Regions from separate parts of the Sus scrofa genome. Here region 2 is linked to region 1. A link is a contact called in public HiChIP or PLAC-seq data. All regions are on one chromosome and are shown on one strand. Each heading gives the region's core, a stretch centred on a gene start, on an enhancer-like site or on the middle of the called end of the contact. The rest is flanking DNA. Distances are from core to core; before and after follow the strand shown.

Region 1 (2,700 bases), core at 64-2,563:
GGTGACATGATGTACTTTGATATCAGAAATGAAGATGTCAACATTTTCCTTCTCTCGAGCCACATTGCTCAGGTTTGGGTAGCTTAAACCTATCTTAGATAGAAAGACAAAATTATGCCCTAAAAGGTTAGGCAAGATAACGATTAGGCTCATAAAAGGAAGAAGACAACAAGATATAATGTGATACAAGTACAGGAGTTCCCGTCGTGGCGAAGTGGTTAATGAATCCGACTAGGAACCATGAGGTTGCGGGTTCGGTCCCTGCCCTTGCTCAGTGGGTTAACAATCCGGCGTTGTCGTGAGCTGTGGTGTAGGTTGCAGACGCGGCTCGGATCCCACGTTGCTGTGGCTCTGGCCGGCTGGTGGCTACAGCTCCGATTGGACCCCTAGCCTGGGAGCCTCCATATGCTGCGGGAGCGGTCCAAGAAATAGCAAAAAGACAAAAAAAAAAAAAAAAAAGAAATCACTAATAAAATAACCTCCCAGAAGTAAGGACATGAGTTGCCAGATTCCAAGTGCCTATAGAATGTGCAACTCAAGTCCTGAGTCCATACCGAGGTATTCCATAGTGACATACGATAGTTAATTTCAAACATAGGGGAACGGATGATTTTATAAGCTTCTAGGGGTGGAAAAAAATCAGGTTACATGTAAAAGGATTAACAATTAGAATGGCTTCAGTTTTTTTTTGTTTTTTTTTTTGTCTTTTTCGGGCCGCACCCTTGGCATATGGAGGTTCCCAGGCTAGGGGTCCAATCGGAGCTGTAGCTACCAGCCTATGCCAGAGCCACAGCAACGCGGGATCTGAGCCACGTCTAGGATCTACACCACAGCTCAAGGTAACACCAGATCCTTAACCCACTGATCGAGGCCAGGGATCGAACCCGCAACCTCATGGTTCCTAGTCGGATTCGTTTCCACTCTGCCACAACAGGAACTCCTAGAATGGCTTCAGCCTTTTAAAACAAAAGCAATTATGGCAACAAGAAGACACTAGAATGATGCCTTTGAGTTCATGAAAGAAAATTACAGACAACCTGTAAGCAGCCTATGTCCAGCCATACTGTTCTATTCTCATACTTGAGTATTAAAGACACTTCAGACATGCCAGTTCTCAAAAATTTACCTCTTACACCCTTTGTTAATAAGTTATTAGAAGACGCATCTCCTCAAATAAAATAAAAACCAAAAGGGAGAGAATTTAGCATACAGGGAATAAATTCAACACAGAAGAGGCAAAGTGGACTGATCCCCAGCAAGGGTTATAGACATCCCAGGAAGAAAGCTACAGATGGAAGCAATGTGATTCAAGAGACACAATAGAGGGCTGTCACCACCCACATCCCCACAGCCATTGAGACTTCTTTTTAATGAGAGCTGAGCTGGTCTAGGTCTTTATCTGAATTTAGTCAGTGTTGACCCCATGTTGATGAAGTTCCCGGTGTCCCATCCCTGTCTGCCTAGATTGGCTGAGGACATACGTTACACTACAGATATATTTTGCTTTTACCTATTCCTAATGGCTAGAGCATGAAGAGCTTAGAAAGAGCAGTGTACTTCCCCAACCATATTTCTTCCACGTATTTAGTACCTTGTAGAGACTTCAGCTCTGCCAGGTGCCCTGACTGTGATGAGTTTTATGGTTTCCCAGGACTCATCAGCAAACTTTCCCAAGGACTTAACAGACCAGACTCAAGGAAGTCACTGTTCAGCTTATCTTCTCCTGCGAGCCTTCATTTAAACAGTGGTAATATGGACTCTTCTGTTCATCACTATGTTTATACTTGCCATTCAGTTTTTCAAAACTGTTGAAAAAATGATACTGCTTAAGGTTACATACTATGGTAGAAATTGACCTTCTGTTCACCAAGTCATTTCCCTTTATTGCCCATGGCTATGCTGTATTTCATAATCTTTCTTGCATTAAGTGCAGCCATTTGACTGAATTCTGACCAAAGGTGACAGATGTATTAGTCCAGGCCCATCAAACTTTCCACGGAATCTACCATATTCCCTCTCTTTGCCCTTGAATCTGCCAGCCAGATGCAGAGAGCTCAGTGAAAAGTGTGAAAGTCTCTGAGCCTCAGGGAACAGCAGAGTCACTAGATGAAAGGAGCCCGAGTCCGAGGGTGACTTTGTGGAATCAACATCTCCTTTGCCAGTGCTTTCCAACTCACAGAAGAGAAACAGGCTTTAACATGTTAAACCACTGAAACTTGGGGGTTGTTTGTTAGGGTAGGCTAGCCTAATTTGACTGACAGACACAAAAAGTTGATCAAACTGTTGTTTCTCAAAATTAAACCACATATTGATTAGGAATACACATTTAGAGAGAGATCTGGGACTGCAGGGTTAGGCAGAGAATGGTCCCAAAAGAGGGATTAACATGTAAAATGGGATTATAATTACCTGGAGGGGAAAAAGATGCCATTTGAGGTTATTTACAAGAAACTACCAGGATACTGTAATGTTCAATTTCTTGGCCTATGTAGTGAGACTGCAGATGCTCATTTTATTATTCTTCCCGAAACTTTTTTGTTTTCTATTTATCTATACATACTTCACAAGTAAACCACTAATTATTTTGCTCAAAATCAATTAGAAAGAGTAGACACTGAAAAAAATCTGTTGGAGCATTTAGGAAAAATAAGACAAGGGTTCCCTGGTGGTTCAGTGGGTTAAGGATCTGGTGTAGTCACA
Region 2 (2,700 bases), core at 167-2,666, 450 kb before region 1:
CCTGATCCTCTCACACTATCACCACACCAGGAGTACTTGTCTCTCAGCCCCATGGTACAGAGACATTTACCCTTCAAGACAAATGCAACACCAGCACAGCACCTTAGCAGGGTCTGCTAAATAAGTGTTCTATAATAACAAATGCTTTAGCTCTTTTGATTCTCACAACCAATCTGAAAGGTAAGCAGGACATATATCACCTCCAATTTCCTGACAAGAAAATAAGCAGCTCAGGGTGCTTATGTGGCTTGATTAGGCTGCACAGTGCAAGACGTGGGTTAGCACACAGGTCTTCTGAGTCCCCCATCCACTTCCCCAGTATTCCTTGGATCGGCATTTCCCAAAAATTTTTCACAGAGATCCACGGCAAAAAAACACCTATTTCACAGACATTTCTAAAACAAAAGTTTTATGGAACAGAAAGGTGCCACAAATTTATTCTTTTCACAGCCACATCAGTAGCATATGGAAGTTCCTGGGCCAGGGGTCAAATCAAAGCTGCAGCTGATGCCACAGCCACAGCAACAGTAGATCCAAACTGCATCTGTGACCTACACCACAGCTCATGGAAACGCCGGATCCTTAACCCACTGAGTGAGGCCAAGGATCAAACCCACTAATTCCACAACTCACTTGAACTGCTTTCACCATACTAGGTCGTCTATGTAAGAACAATGTTGATAAACATGGCCACTAAACCTTAAATCTAGAATACATCAAATATACTTAATATATTTAAATTAGACCAAAAAACATAAATTAAAAAGCATTAATCCTAAATTGAACAACAAAATCTGAAGATTAAAAAAACACAAATTTTGGATATTCAGATTACTGGGAAATTCTACATTAAAGTCAAACTGTATTAAAGTTTATTCTGTTAGGGGCTCCATTATCTGAGTTTTCACAGAAAGAATTATTCAAAGGCAGCTGAATTGTTAGATACAGGTATTTCTCTAAACCTACAAATTCAAAATGGTTAAACCTTTTTGATACCTGAAGGATTTTGTAGCTAACAGTGAGGTTCAGCCATTTTGAATCTATACCTTTATAAAATCAATTAACTGATCCTAGTTTTTAAAGTTAAAAGGAAACTGAACATATTGTAACATTTCTAGGTCAGCTATAACTCCTGCCAAAATGCTACTACTTGTAGTATGTCTTGTCTTCTCTGCCTGCTTTAGCTTGCTACCAGTTTGGAAACTAGATAACTACATTTATTGGAATTGTAGACAAAATAAGCAATAAGGAAGCTCTGAACAAGTTATGTAGCAACTTATACTATGAGTAACTTTCATTAACTACTGAATGTGAAGTTGATGACATTAAAATTTTAGCCGCTAAGAGGCCTTCTGACACATCCCAGTTCTCAAGTTATGGCACAAATAGGTGAGTTGTTATTCTTTCACAAGCATAACAAACGTCTAGCTTCATTCCTCCCTCCCACACCCATGAGTAATCAATCATGGCAAGGACACAGCCATAGAATCCTTTTTACCACAGCACTCCTGAAAGTCTCTGCCAAATCTATTTGATATCCCAGCTATCACAGAATGGTCAAAGTAACTAGGAGCCAATTCTTCACATAAACCTTTACAATCGAGTTACTAAAATCATTAGAGCTTTTCATCATGTCTTTAATAAAGTACCTTTCACATTCTGACATCTAAATAGTAGTGCTGGAAATGAAATACTGCTTGCTGTTCATGCTACAAAAGCTAACCTCTCAAAAATAGCCCTTTGACATAGTGAGATCCACTCATTCAAAAGAAAGAGTCTTTTAGTTAAACATGGTATATGAATTACATGTTCCAATTTTCTATCCCTCCCAAAGGGTTAAAGAATTTCAACCAGTTTTCAAAATATTGGATATGAATGAAAAAATACTAAAGTAATAGTACAACTAAGGACACTACAATCCCATGGAGAAGGGAAGACTGACAAGAATTGCGCCTATTTTCATCCCTTATAAGCCTTAGGACTTAAATGTTATAATGCAAGATGAAGAAATTAAGAGGCAGGATCAAAACTGGAAAGACTGGGAGAGTTCCCTGGTGCCCTAGCAGTTAAGGGTCCAGTGTTGTCATTGCTGTGGCTCAGGTTTCATTCCTGGCCCAGGGAACTTCTGCATGCCACAGGCACAGCCAAAAAAAAAAACAAACAAAAATAAAACTGGTTGATTGATCCCCAAGTCTCCTGTCCCACGTTACAGAGCTTTGAGGAACCAGAGGTTTATTTTCTGGAGCCAAGGAGGCTCTAAATTGGGTGAAACCAAGCACAGTAAGACATGAGTGAAGGGCAAAGTGTGTGACTAAATGAGAGGGCTTAGGTGATATTCTGCACAGTGAATAATGGAACTTCCAGCCCATTTCCTGTGTCCTGCTTCTACAAAGTTGGCAGCCACGTTTATAACCCCTCAACCCTTGCCCAAAAAACAAAATGCTTCACTGGAGAAACCAAATGACCTCTTGAAAACCATGTGGATATTTCTCCCAATAACAAAGCCAGTTTACAGTCTATCACCCAGCAGTGAACCTGTGTTGAGCACATGTTACTTCCAAATAGCATCAGATTTTTAGTACCTTGTCCTTAAATATTAATAGATAGCCCTGTGCACTCAATAGTTAAAGTTTCCAATGTAACAATGAGCCAAAAACAAGGAAAAAAAACTATAAAAAACAAACAAAAAAATTTAAAGAA

What was found. HiChIP or PLAC-seq counts read pairs in DNA pulled down with a chosen protein or histone mark.
Region 2: a contact with region 1 is called in an H3K27ac HiChIP or PLAC-seq map of alveolar macrophages. The contact joins two enhancer-like sites. A contact is called at or near these places in 1 of 47 Hi-C or Micro-C datasets (fetal heart ventricle) and 1 of 2 datasets of contacts at active chromatin or transcription factors (alveolar macrophages).

The regions. Positions count from the first base shown.
Region 1 is chr13:21,683,029-21,685,728 of Sscrofa11.1, reverse strand. All of the region lies in intron 1 of LRRFIP2 (leucine-rich repeat flightless-interacting protein 2), which reads right to left. Among named protein-coding and RNA genes, the nearest start is that of LRRFIP2, 17 kb to the right of the region's middle. Within about 2 kb of position 1,313, at least 3 of the 83 cell types and tissues checked have an H3K27ac peak or open chromatin away from gene starts, as enhancers often do. A contact at or near this core is called in alveolar macrophages, where this site is marked.
Region 2 is chr13:22,129,332-22,132,031 of Sscrofa11.1, reverse strand. The region is part of intron 1 of GOLGA4 (golgin subfamily A member 4); the gene reads right to left. Among named protein-coding and RNA genes, the nearest start is that of GOLGA4, 5.6 kb to the right of the region's middle. Within about 2 kb of position 1,416, at least 5 of the 83 cell types and tissues checked have an H3K27ac peak or open chromatin away from gene starts, as enhancers often do. A contact at or near this core is called in alveolar macrophages, where this site is marked.